2 separate regions of the Rattus norvegicus genome follow, and region 2 is linked to region 1. A link is a contact called in public Hi-C data. All regions are on one chromosome and are shown on one strand. The core of a region is the stretch at or near the end of the contact, and the rest is flanking DNA. Distances in the headings are between cores, read along the strand shown. Region 1 holds the start of Cmip (c-Maf-inducing protein). Region 2 overlaps Cmip (c-Maf-inducing protein).

The links. Hi-C and Micro-C count contacts between places; a contact is called where the count stands out from the background.
Region 2: a contact with region 1 is called in a Hi-C map of mammary epithelial cells, with 2.3 times the contacts expected there. The contact joins the enhancer-like site here to the promoter of Cmip in region 1. A contact is called at or near these places in 3 of 12 Hi-C or Micro-C datasets (the A7r5 cell line, liver and mammary epithelial cells).

What each region holds. Positions count from the first base shown.
Region 1 is chr19:62,210,695-62,218,095 of GRCr8, reverse strand. Cmip (c-Maf-inducing protein) reads right to left here and starts at 4,694. Exons shown (of 21, transcript NM_001163273.1): 1 at 4,395-4,694. The coding sequence starts at 4,694.
Region 2 is chr19:62,330,766-62,337,384 of GRCr8, reverse strand. All of the region lies in intron 1 of Cmip (c-Maf-inducing protein), which reads right to left. Among named protein-coding and RNA genes, the nearest start is that of Lsm7l1, 110 kb to the right of the region's middle. Within about 2 kb of position 4,509, at least 22 of the 93 cell types and tissues checked have an H3K27ac peak or open chromatin away from gene starts, as enhancers often do. A contact at or near this core is called in the A7r5 cell line, where this site is marked.

The DNA.
Region 1 (7,401 bases), core at 3,445-5,944:
CTCCTTTAATCCTTTAATCAAGGGCGTAACTAGACCATCTCAAATATCCATTCCAATGAAATGCCAGGCTGGTCCCCTTGGAGAGAGGTGAGGGAGAAGTGGCCGGTGGTGGGTACCCTGGGGCACTCTGCCTTTGGAAAAATTCAGCTCCTGTGCTCCCCACAAAATGCCCAGAAAGTCCCTTCCCTCTAGCAAGTGAGCAAACCGGACCACACACAAGCCTCCAGGGGTCCCAAAAGCACAAGGCTCCCCTGTAGTCCTGCGGGAGAGCACCCAGCAAAACACCTTCTACCAGGAAGGGCACCGGTGGCTTGAGCGGTTCTTAAAATGCACTGGCTTCCTACAGCCTGTGGAAGGCAGGCCACGCTGCCTGGCCACAGAGAACGCTGTATGCTCGCTCCGTCCTATCCGTCCCTGCCCCCCCCCCCATTTCTGAACACACAACAACTACCTAGGAAACAAATTTGATGTACTCCGCTATCTACCTCGTGACATTTAAAAAAAAAGTGCTTACTAAATGGCAGAATCATAAAAGGAGGAAAGGATGGGCGGACAGAGGAGGGACCTACGTGGCAAAATAGAAAAACATTAGCTCATACTCACTCCAGCGTTCCTGTGTACAGAGATGGGATCCCTGGGGGCTGAAGGGGTTTTTCATTCTCAAGGAAAAAAAAAACCCAGCACCTGGAGGTGACACTTAGCTAGAAAAGGGGGCCACATAGTAGATCTCAGAAGCATGTTTTGCTGAAACAAAATCCCAAGTTCCCTGGAGGGAAAAGAGCCATGGCCGGGAACAACCGGATTCCCAGAGATGTAGGAGCCAAGCAGCAGTGCAGAGAACGGACCGACCGGCAGCCCTGGAGGAACAAGACTGGAGAATAAAGACGCCTCCTATCCCTTGTGTCCGAATCCCGGCTCGGCGAACGGAGAAAGGGCTTTGGGGAAGGGCTTTGGGGATCAGACCCACCATTCTGAAACCGCTTGTTTGGTTTGTGTTTTGTTCCGGTTTGTTTTCAACGGGCAAGATGAATGAAAGGTAGGGGTGCTTTTTTTTTTTTTTTATTCTCCTTTTGTACCTCTTCGGTGCAGTGGAAACAAAGGCTGGAGACAAAAGACGAACATATCTAGCAGGTGATCAAATGTAGCCGAGCAGCCAACGGCAAGATGGATGCCTGTCCTCTCCCACGAGGACACTTCTACAAAAACCTGGGCTCGTTGTAGGTTCCAACCTATGTGGAGGTAGGCAGACACGCTGAGCCCAGGAAGGCCCAGGAATGGGCAAGTACAAGTGAGGAGTGAGAAACCACCGGGGCGGGCAGGCCCTTCCTCAAAAAAGGTCTAGCCTCTGTCCCTCAGGAGTGACCCCCTAGAGATGCTGGAGACCTCTTTGTTGACAAGCATTTTGGTTCCAAAGGATCCAAAGTCTCTTACGTCCATCAAACCTGGCCTTGCTTCTGCAAGGGTTTAATCAGTAACCGAAGCAGTAGACAGCACAAGGCAAGCTCTGACCTGACCCCACGGAGGGCAAAGTTTACAGCCAGGTCAGGGGAGGGGTGTCAGGTCTGGTGACATCAGACTCCCTTTTAGGTCTCCCGTCCCCAGGGAACCAAGAGACTTCCACACTCAGTGTGTCACCAGCTGGAAAGCCATTGCAGAAGGGTCTGAAGGACCCCAGAAACTTGGCTTACACCCCAGCACAGGTCAGCTGGGGTCCAGGAAGCCTCTCTGTCCCTCACGATTCAGGTGTAGACAGCTGACTCAGTGGATGGTTTGGGCAAAGGAGTGGATTGTTTGTTGACAGATTTAAATCCAGACCAGTCACTCTGGGTCCTGATCCTGAAGTTCACCCCATTAACTGGATAACCCCCGGGCAATTCTAAAATGAGCTTCTTATAGGCAACGTACACCTCACCCCTCTGTGAGACACACTTCTACATGGGCAACTCAAGACTGGGCCAGGGGCTACAGATGGTTTTCTGGGAATGAACTGCACTCAAATTCACCTTTGTTTCATTTGAGCAAATATTTCTCAATACAGTGGTTGGGCCGCACTATAAAATGCAGACAGGTTACATAATGCCCAGGCCTAAGGGAACCCCAAGGAGGCTCCTCCACTTCCCAGGGAGTGGACACAAAGCAAATATCTCGACATGGGACAAGATCCCAGCAGCAAACCCCAACCCCACCTCTGGCCTGGAGGCCACTGCTCCAGACCCTAGAGGCCCTGGTGGCCACACCTCCATCCACAAAGCCCCTGGGGGTTGGGGGAGCCCCACACCTCCACTAGAGGCCTCCACTGGAGCCCCCCTCCCCCGCCAGACACCCCCACAAAGCACGAGTTACACTGACGGAATTCCCTCATGCCAGGTGAGGAAGGAGAAAGGCCGGAGGATTACACCGGCCTGGTTTCCAGTTCCTTTTCCCTTATTTTCTAATACACAACAAGGCTCCACCAAGACCAGACTTGCACCTCAGATAACCCGGGGCCACACACGGGACTCAGGTGTTCCTCCGAGGTATCCCACACACACCTCAGCCGGCATGGATGGGCAAGGGGTTCCAGCTGCTTGAGACTCCCTGGGCTGATTCCTTTCTGCTCTCTCCCAACAGACAGACCTCTTGAGGGAAACTAGGGGACCTCCAGAGGCCCAAGATCAGCTAGCCACACAGTGATTGTGCCCCAGAGGGTCAAGGAATGTCCTCTCCTTTCTATAGCGGGTCACTGTCCGTCCCTCACAACTACTGTGCTTTGCTGACAACCCCTTGACATTTTGAGGGATGGTAGGAAAAAGAACAGAGCCTAAAAGGACACTCCCCCACCCCCCAACTCAGCCAGGTACTAATGCGAATGCCAAACTCAGGGTCTCCAAAGCCCAGGGAAGGTTACCGGGCACCTCTGAGACCTGAAACCCTCGGTACTGGCCAATCAAATGGAGATCAAGGCCGAGGCCTATGACTCAAGGCAGGTTTAAGAACACACAACAGTCTGGGAGAAGACCCGGCCGCCTCCCGGCAACCCTCAATCCTCCTGGGGACAAAGTCTGCAGTTACTGCACCAACATGCCCACAGCCTAGAAAAAAAATAGGTGCTTTGAGTACATCAGAGCCAAAATTCAGAATAAACGTCTTCCTGTAGCACAAAGGGGTAGGGGAAGTAGACTCGAGGAGTAGGGTGTCTAGGCTAACTTTTTCCCCCCTCCCCATTCCTAGGAGCATGTGTCACAGTCCGTGACACACCACCAAGGGAACACGGATGCCGAGCAGTGTCTACACACGCTACACATTTGTGGCATGCATGTAAGCAACACCCTGTTTCCTGGCTGGGCTTTCTTGGCACAGGTGTGAGCACAGCGGTGCATTCTGCCCTCTCCCATGATGTTTAGTAAACACCACGGAGCCTACCATGGGGGGTACGGCGCGTTCTAGACAAGAAGGGGGGCCCCAACAAAGATAGGTCCCCAAGCGCCAGGCTAAGGCCCAGCCAGAGCCTGTATTTGAAACTGCCCTTGTTGGAAAACACAAAGCATCCTGTTTAGGCCCTGCCCACCGCCCCCACTCCCCCTCCTCGACCCCACCACAGCTGTCTGTCCCCAGGAGGAAGAAGGCCACCATTTGCAGATTCGATTTCCGAAAGCAACTAGTAAGACCCTCCTTTCTCCATCTCATCCAGCTGACCTGGCCCTGGCCACACAGCAAAAAAAAAAAAAAAAAGAACTGTAACAAAACAGGACGCAGCCACAAAACATGCTTACACACGCTCCACAGACAACGCAAGGGCAGGCTGGGCAGCCCAGCTTCTTCTACCCAGAGAACTTGACTATCCCAGGGTCTGAGCGGGTCCAGGACCTAGACCCCCCTTCCCCCCACCCTCCAACCTCCTAACCTGCGAAGGAGATTTTTAGAAAGGGCAGGCACCCGGTTTTGCCTTTCCAGGCCCGGCAGAAAAAAAGAAAGGCAGGCTAAAGCAAGCGCAGGAGTTGCTTTCTGGATATTGTTGGCGCTGGGGGGCAGGGGGGAGTTTACGGTTTTTTATGGAGGAGAGGGTTGCGTTTTGTTTTCTCCTGTAGCACAGATCCAGATGGGCAACGAGTTCAGAAAAGGAACAACACACCACTATCCTCAAGGCCCAGTCTAGGGTTCACCAGGGTCCCAGCCATCGGAAACGCAGGCGCTTAGGCAAAAGTCCCCAAGCACTCAGCCCGGGTGGGCTAAGTGTCCAGGACACGAAGGAGGACTCCCATAGCCTGCCTTGGAGGATCAAGTCTAGATGTTCCAGCCCAGGTCCGGGCGCAGGCCGGGACTAGGGGGGCGCGCTCTCGGGGACAACCAGCAGGGCGCCTCGGTCCCGGGGGACCCCAGCTTGGGGAGCCCTACGGCCACGCAGGGCCACTCACCGTGGCGGATGCCAAGCTGTTGTCGGCCAGCGTTAGGTGGTGCGGCTCCCAACGCCTCAGGAATTTGGAGGTGAGGATCTTGCTGAGAAAGGTCCGAGGGTGCCGGATGACACAGACTTGAATGTCGCCCTCCTGCAGCAGCTTGTACCTCATCCCGTTGCAAAGCAGCAGGGCCCGGCGGCAAGGCACGGCGCCCATCACCTTGGTGCCCTCGGGGGCCGACACGTCGCTCCCTAGCAGCGGCTTGGTCTCCTCGATCTGCCGGGGGTCGCCGCCGCCCGAGCTGCTCGTCACATCCATGGCCGCGCCGGGGCGGGGGCCGCGCGCGCGATCGCGGCTGGCGTGGGGCCGGGCCGGCGTGGCCCCCGCGGAGGGCCCGCACCCCCCCACCGCCGGGAAGGTGGGGGGGCGTGGGCTGGGGGCGCCCCGCGGGGACGGACGGGAGCGCGCGGGGGCGGGCGGGTGCGCGCGGGGCGCTTCCTGGGCTGCTTCCTTCTAGCTGCTGGGGCGCATGCCGGCGCGAACGGGGTTAGCGACTGCGGCGAGGGCGGCGGGCGATCGCGGGGCGCAGAGAGGATCGGGTCCTCGGGGGGGCGGGGGCGGCGCCGGGGACGGCGGGCGCGGGCGTGTCTCGGCCTCGCGCGGGCGCGCTGTGCGGTGCGTGTGTCCGCGTCCGTCCGCGAGTGTGTGCTGCGGGCGGGGGCCGCGCCGGCTGCCGGGGAGATTGCGGGAGGCTGGCGCGCGCGATTGGTCCCCGCGGGGTCATGTGCCCGCCCTCTGACGTCAATGGCGGCAACAGCGGCTTCGGCCTGCCCGGGGCGGGCGGAGTCGGGGATGGGCCGGGCCCCGGGCGGGGACTTGGTGGAGGCGGGCGCGGCCCGACGGGAGGGGCAGCCTCTGGGGAGGGGGCCGGGGTTGGGCAAGCGCCGACAGTCCCCGCGCCGCGCCCCGGAATGTGGGTAGTGTTCGAGGGGACGTCACGCGGGCCGCGCCCCCGAGGGTGCACAGCTGAACCCTAGCCCTGCGCCCCTAGCCACCACGCCATCCTGGGCCGGGCTTGGGAAATAAAGTCTGTCCATGACCAAGAGGATGCCGACTGTCACTTCCCCTTCCTAGTACAAGGCTGGGCTGAAAGCTGGGGTTCTGCCCGCTGCACCCCAGACACCGCCTCTCCAACCCAAGCTGCTTCCTCAAGGTTGGCCAGATTGGTCCGTAAAACAGTTTCTTGAGATTGAAATTGTTCCTCCCATAGAGTTATTAATGGTTGCTCACCACTACAAAGCCCAGTAAGTACTCAGGGGGCTGAAGCAGGAGGATTGCTGTGAGCATGAGGCCAGTTTGAGCTACACAGTGAGTTTCAGGCCAGTCAAGACAGAAGACCCTGTTTTTAAAAACGAAATAAGTAAAAATATAAATAAATAGGACTGGTGTGTATCTCCAGTTGTCAGAGTGTCTGGCATGCACAAAACCCTAGATTGGTTCCTGAGTCGTAACTACATCACTCCCTAACCCCACAAGCACTAAGGAAGTAGAGACAAGCAGACTTGAATTCAAGGTCATCTTTGACTGGGCGTTCAAAGCCAACTTGTAGTATATGTTTTAAAAAAAAAAATCTTAATAAATTTTTAAGAAAAGATCCCCCCCCCCCTCTTCTGAAATAGCCTCACTGAAGGCCTCTCCTCTGGTCTTTGACACTTCCCGGACTTTGCTTTTGCGGGGGCTGTTCTGGGAGACACAAACCCTCAGTATCCTGAGGAGAGCCACTCCTGGGACCTCAGGTGACAACTCTCCCCCTGAGTGATCCAGCTGCCTTAGGTTCCCCCCACACCACAGGCCACTCCAGAGTATCAGACTAAACCTGGTCAACCCTGGCCTTGAGTTCCCATGCCTATCTAGGAGAGACTCACATCAAATGGGCCAGCGTGACAGCTTGGAGACAGTTTTTTAAAAGCCCCTTTCTGGCACTGCTGGGGAGGGGCTCTGCTTCATCTCTAGTCTTCCCCAAGTCAAACCTCTAACACCTGCAGCCGGGCTCTGAAGATGGTAAAATTGTTTGCTGTGCAGAGTATGAAGACACAAGTTCAAATCCCCAGAATTCACAAACACTAGGTCAGTGGCGTGTGACTATAATCCCGGCGCTCCTGCTGCAAAATGGGAGCAGAGAAAAGAAAAAATTCCCCATAAGACCATGGGCCAGCTAGCTTGAGGTACACAGAGACCTTGTGTTAAACAAGGTGAGAAACAAAAACACCCAAGATCGTGCTTTGACCCCTACCCAAGTGCTGAGGCATGCACACGCGTGCATTCACACGTGAACATGCACACAAGTGTACTATGCTCACATAGGAGCCGCAGCCGCTCTCTCTGCCTCCTATGTGTAGCAAATGCCCCAGTAATGAATACAAGTGTGTTTGACCTATGTTCAAGTATATAGTGAGTGACATAGAAAGTTCTTAGAATCCCTGAGATGCAACTGTTTGAGCACACTGGCTCTTGAATGCACACTAAGAACATCCATCAAGGGCTTGGAAAAGGAGGCAGCAGGTCTCAGCCTGCCTCCCTCACTAAGCAAAACACCAATAGCACCAGTTTGTGAGCCCAGCACTTAGGAAGGCTGAGGCTGGAGCACCATGGGTTACAAGCCAACCTAAGCTATGTATTCTATCTTCCTGTTTTATTTATGGAGACAAGGTTTCTCTGTGGGCTACATGTCTTCTAAAAAAACTCCCAATCTGTCTGTGCTGGAGATAGGCGAAAGTTTTCCCTGTGCCCCAAGGGTGATACTATTAGTCGGGCATTTTATTCAAGTGTCAAACTTCAACAGGCTTGTAGAAACCATTGACCAATAAGAGCAAACCCTAGCCCCAAACCCCTGATATGAACATGGGCAGTGGTGATCAAGAACCACCCGCCAGCCGTTTTAGAGGTGGGGTTAGGTCCATGCAAGCCTCTTTTGAGTTCTTGCTATCTGTGAGCCTAAGCCAGGTAATGGGTTATTAGTAGGTGT
Region 2 (6,619 bases), core at 3,260-5,759, 120 kb before region 1:
ATCCTTCGAAGGCTCCTACGGTCACTCCCTACAGCGGCAGCCTCTGACCCATCCTGCTTCCTCACCCCCAAAGTCCACAGAGCACATGCTATCTTTCTTCGGTGCCTGGACCACCACATGGCTCAGCTGCATGTGAGAGAGCATGAGAAAGGCAAGCATGAATCAGTGATAGGGGAAGGCAAGACAGGCCTGAAGCCACCCATCCACACTGCCTCTGAGAGAGAGTCCTGCTGTCTCAGAGAAGCCATCAGGCCCTGCTAGGGTCTTCAACAACCCACCTCCAAAATGCCAGGGGTCGGAAGAGTCAGTGAAAAGTTATAACAAGCTAATACTAACGGCAACCTCCCACAGACCCCTTCGTGTGCACGTACTGCTCCGGGAACTCCAGGAGTGGAATTTCACAATGACTTTAGGGAGGAGGTGGCAGGGTCATCCGTGGAGCACAGAGGTCTTGTGCCCTTCCCACAGCTAAGACAGAATGAATGTGTGCACTATGCTATGCTGAAAGAGGAAGGTGCAACTGAAGTCTATGGCCTGGGGAGCAGTTTACCACAGACGCTTAGGCCTCTGATCGTTTTCTTCTTTTCCAACCGACCCGTAGTGGCGGTGGGGAGAGCTGATGGCTAAACTGCCTCGGCCCCCCTGGTGCGGGTGGTCATCAGCCTTAAGTTAAGTGAATGACCAACTTAGGTTGGTTCAACAGATATCCACTGAGCTTCTAGTATATTCTAGGAGTTGTGGTGGGTATTGCATAAAACTAGAGTCCAGTGTGGTTGAAGAGACAACAAACAGACCATCCCCGCAAAAAGAGTAATCATGGGGGATGGGGTGGAGAGAAAGAGCGAGTATCGAACGCAATCAAGTCACAGTGACAGGGGCCACAGCATGAACCCAAGGCCTGCATGCAAAGGCCTGGGGAACAGCGAGAGAGAGAGAGAGAGAGAGAGAGAGAGAGAGAGAGAGAGAGAGAGAGAGAGAGGGCTGAGGGGAGAGGTCAATCAGGCGCAGCTCAAGTAGCAGGTAGCACTTCCGGGTGTAAGGATCACACCCCGCAAGGGGGAAGGTGCTGCAGGAAATTCCAGCAGCATCACCGAAGCCGAAGCCACCGAGAACAGAGCCAGGAGGACAGGGTTGGTGGGAGGTGGCTGGCCACAAGCCCTTCCGACCAGTGCACTGCTCTCCAGCAGGACCCGCAGAGCACGGTGTCCACCTGTGCAAACCACCCGGTACGTGGAGGTTGCTGCAGGCCACCTCCATTGTACAACCTGGCCTGGTCGTCCACAAGCAGCCTGTGGCTGAAGCTGTGAGCAAGGCTTTCTGGGAAAGGGCTGGGTATAAATAGGTGTGCGTTGTTTTTAAAAGCCAGATTGATCGCTTTTCCACTGTCTGACTCAGCACCTGGCCCAAAGTAGTCTTCAGAGCCATTAAAGACCTATGTTTGAACCCCTTGCTGTGTGTCATTAAGTCAGTTACAGCACCTCTCTGAACCTGGTTCCTCTGAGAGTAATTTCATAAAACAGAACTGCGGAGAATATTCCAGGGGATCTAATTCGCCAAGGGCTTACTTAGCTCAGCATCTGGAACAATACTGAAGATATAGTTTATCTCCAGCGTCCTCTTCCCTCTTCCCCAAACTCCAAAACCCGAGTGAAAACAAAATATTCCTCAAGACATGTGCCCAAGCCAGACATCCTGAGGTTCACCTGCCATTGGAGGCACGAGGGCTGAGTGCGTGAGGCCAGCCTGGGCTAACCAGTCTGTGTGTCCAAAACCAAAGGGGTATCCAGCACTCATGGAGGACGAGAAATGTCTGAGCCCAGCTGAAGAGGTTTTAGGGGCCCAGGATGAGCGATTCTGCTATGGGATCTGGGGACACAACGGGGCCAATGGGAAATTAAGATGACCGACCAGGGCCTGGATCACAGCAGTAGCACAGAAGTATTGGGTCCTCGGGTCAGGGCCACCTTGGCACACTAGTGTGGAAAACTACAGATGGGCAAAGCGGTGTGGCTCAAAGGATACTGTTCTCATCTTCCCTGCTCTCCTCTACATACGAGGTTCCTCTGTGGTCACCGCAGGCTAAGCTACATTGCTGCCTCTGCTCCCAGAGGGTCCTCACGGGGACAGGAAGCTCGATGACATGTGCGGACAGATGTGTCACACCCACTGAGACCATGCTACCCACAGCAATGATGACACAGGAGCCAGAGTCACCAGCAGACAAGAGGGGAATCAGAAAGTAGGACAACTGAGACTTCCCAAGGGAAAATGGGAAACGCAGCTCTCGGGCACAACTAAGAATCAGGCTCACAGCGCGAGCAAGGTTCCAGGGTGCCCTGGTGGAATCAGACGGGAAGCTCGGGGCTGCAGGGGTGGACTGGGCTGATGGAAGGAAGGCGGGGCATATTTGCTGGGGTGATCTGGAACCGGCTCACCCCAAATGCCTGCTCCTCCTGGTGGTACCATCCATCGGCTCTCCTGGAGCTGCACGCTCATGGGTGGATGTCACTATATGTAAATGACAACTCACACTTGACTAACAAATGCAGCGTGGGAAGGTGAGGGACAGAGTTTAAGCATTCGGGTAAAATTAAATCAGGATCACTCGGGAACCCAGCCTGAAGGTCCAAGCCCATAAACCCAGGGGGCTGAGGTAAGATCACCAATTCAGGACCCGCCAGGGCTACAGAGTGAGTTCAAAGCCAGCCTAGGCAGGTGAGATGGCCACGATATAAAATGTTAAGAGGGCGAGGGATACCGCCATGTGTTAGAGTGCTTGGTCAGCATGTTTGAGAACCTATATTCAGTTCCCCACCCATCCTTCCCTCCCGTTCTCGTTCTCTCTCTCTCTCTCTCTCTCTCTCTCTCTCTCTCTCTCTCTCTCTCTCTCCACACACATTCATTAATACGTCAAAGTATTTTTTTCTTTCGTTTTAATTTTTAATGTCTGTAACTCTGCATCTGTGTGTGTGTGTGTGTGTGTGCTGTGCACATGCGCCACGCACAGGTACACAGAGGCCAGAGGACATCGGGTGCCCCGTGATAAAGTTATCACTTTCTGCTTACCCCCTTGAGTCAGGGTCTTACTCAACCTGCAGCTGGCCTGCTTTTGTCTAGACTGATTCGGCTTCTGCCCTATGGGGCTCAACCTGTCTCCTGAGACACTGGAGTCACAGGTATGTGTAGTCATGCCTGGCCTTGACACGAATGTTGGGGATTCAAACCCGTGTCCTTCTGTAAAACGAGGTCTCTTACCCACTAAACCAGGCTCTCCTGACTTCTTAACCATAACTTGTATTACTCTCTAATGTGCACGTGCCTGTATGCATGCGTGTACACACACACACACACACACACACACACACACACACACACACAGACACACACAGACGGTTTATATGTGGCAATCAACTTGTGGGAGTCAGTTCTCTCCTTCCACCCAGGGATCACGCTCGGGTCATCGAGCCTTTACAGCAAGCTTGCCGCCTTTACCCAGTGAGTCATCTCGCTGGCCCTAAACAAAATTTTTTGCTGAGTCCCAAATCAAAGAATCTGCCTGTGCTATACACCTAGGAGCATCCACTCCGAGTCTCCCTCTGCGCCTGCCCTCTCTGTCGTTGACTGAGCGGCCGTCCTGCTTTGCATGAGTGATAAGCAACTCTGAAGTGAACATCCTTGTGAAGCCTGTTTTTCTAGCCTATATTTAGGTTTATTTCTTTAGGCCAGATTCCCAGAAATGGAATTACTGGGACAAAGGGTTAGAGCATGTTTTCTGCTGTTGCCAAATTACTCTCATTAGAGAGATATTAAGGAGTCCTGGGAGCCCTGGCCAGGAATGAGGGACCTACTGCTTTCTCCGCTGGGCGCTACTCTCTGGCCACACTCTAACAAGGTGGGCTTGTCGCTAGAGTTTCTGAACTGAGCGCCATGTTGAGTCAGCATGTGCTGGGTGCTGAGGGCACCGACGTCCACCACCCAGGGTCCTGGCTCTTGGGGTGCAGCCTTCTGGGACACTGCGAGTTGTGCATTGGGGACACTGCCTTCTTGTGAGAGGTGGGGACAAATCTCTGAGCTGCCGCAGTGTTCTGCTATGGGACTATTATGGGCTAGTGTAAGAGGGCCTGCGTTTTCCAGAAAACAGAGGATTCTGGGATAAGTCTGGCTTGAAAGCATCCAAGGCCTGAACAGGAGACAGAGCAGGTTGCTGGAGGGTCCCTCACCAGTGTTCCCCTCCCCGAACCCCAAGACCTCCCGAGCTAATGCTTATATTAATTATCTGCTCTCTCGGGCTTCTCATCCAGAGGGGTGCTCATCTGGCAGCCTTCGCCATCCTGTCTTTCAGAGATCAGCTCCGCCATCCCAGCCTATCCCTGGTTTCCATGGTGATGAGCACATGACTCATGAGTCTTCAGCCCCCCAGGACGAGGCTCCAGGCTGACTCAAGACATGCGTTCCAGTGGGATGGGGGGGCTCCCACACCCCAAAAGGAAAAGCTATCTGGCTGGAAAGTCCCTCTATCAACCACTCCAGACTGGAGCCGCTGAGTGCTGCAGAAGCCTCATGCTGGCCCGGGGTTGTAAGCAGCAGGCTGGCTGTCACTCTGGCAGCCGGCTGAGTGGGACTTGAGTCATCCCCTCCAGGGAAGCCGAAACGCAAGGCAGGGTCCTTTGGTGCCATCACGGTGGCAAGGCAGTCAGGAGGCCCTGCTCTGGTCTACAGGAGGACGCCACATGGCATGGCAGGAAGCCCCTTCCAGCGCAGGTGGCCAGGGCACACTGAGAAGGTCAAGGACAGACAGTATGGCATCTGTGTTCCCGATGGCTGGACTGCCAGGGACTCGTAAAGATCCCTCTGCGATGCAGGAGACACCCATCACGCCAAGAAGCCAACACCTGACAGAAAACCACCATCACCTGCCCATTAGACTCTGCCTGTGTGAATCTGTTTATTGAGAACACTGCTACACAGGCTCAGAGCTGAGGCCCTGCCTTACCCCTGTTTGTGGCTGGATACGCCCCCCTGTGTGGACCAACTACATGGTCTACCACTTGGACCTTTTATCCTCCCATTACTGTGAAAAAGCCTTTGTCCTATTGCCTTTCCCATGGGGTGACAGGAAGATACCTACATCACAAACACAGACTCCACCCGTCGGATCCCACTCTCTCAGGCCTTATGTCCAAAGCCCTACCCACCCCACCAAATCCCACCCACCACAAGCCCCACCCTCACTAAGCATAGCCATCCTCCCCGCAACCCGTGACCACTCTAGCCCCAGCTGAGCGCTGGACTTCACTCAACCACACTGCAGTACCACGGCAAGCAAGGCAGCTGTGGTCACTCGGAGGAAATGGAGAGAGAGGCCATGACAGGTCACAGGCTGCCTGCTTCCCACCATGATCCAATCTCTTGCAACCACCAACATAGAGACCTGGACGGTCCTGGTCCGTTTATCAACTCCAGGGTGGTGTGCATCATGTAGAATGGGGCTAAGGCCAGCAGGTTCGAGGGTCTGGCCTCCCACTGATGCACAGCTGTGGGGGTCCCTGCCCACCTGTAACAACAGCTGCACTACAGCTGGACCCTTCTCTTAAAAAGAAAAAGACCCTGCAGCAGGGCCATCCCAGGGCTGCATGAAGACAGTAAGGAGGCATACAGAGGGCTCATCAATCAGGAAGCCAGCCCTGGCAGCTGCCCCCTTTTATGGCTAAATGCCTCAAGAAGTTTAGTAACACAGCCAAGACTGGCTATTTCCGTATCCCGACCCTTCCAAGCCCTGTCTTCTCTGCGAGCATGGGAAAGGTGGGAATTTGGTCCCCGGGCCTGGCATCTGTCCCAACACGTGCCTTTGCCACTGAAGCAGTTGATGAGTGACTCAAAGATTTTCCCCATGTCAGCTCCATTCTACCCAGAATCCTCGGACTTGTCTAAAAACAGTTAACAGCCAGGCAGGTGGGACTGGAACTGCCTACAGGTACCACCATTCCAAGGGACCCTGGGGGAGGTCCCACTGGATCCTCTTCAGAAAGAAGAAAAGGAAGAAGGTTTGGGGTCCAGGGCATACATTATGCACAGCAAAGTGAGCTCTCAACGGTACAGGAACACAGAACCCTGCTCTGGACTTTCACAAACTTGGGGGAGACCCTGACCTTGAACCGTTCCTCCACAGCAGGACCAGGAGGACCTATACACTGTTACACACTGGCAAGAGAGCCTGTAAGAAGAAAGTTCGAGGGCACTGGGGGTGTGCTCTTGTCCCTTGTCACCGTGCTTGCTAGCCACCACAAAGTGAGCAGATTTGCTTTTCCAGATGCTATTGCACTGTTCAGCCTCATCCAAGGCCAGAAGCAACACGGCTGCGTGACCATGAACTGAAGTCCACAAACACACAAACGAACCCTTTCTCCTTTAAGTGGATTGTCCCAGTGGCGGGCACAAGAGTTTCGGGGAAGGGGGCTGCACGAATAAAGCTGCTGTCTGTGACATCCACCCGCGCAGGGTCCTGCTGAGAGGTGCTGAGAATTTCAGCCTTGTCTCCAGCACCACCCTTTCTAAGAATGTCTAACCGCTGCCCTTGGCTGTAACCTGAAGTTCCGTAGAAGCACCACACAAGTTCTGC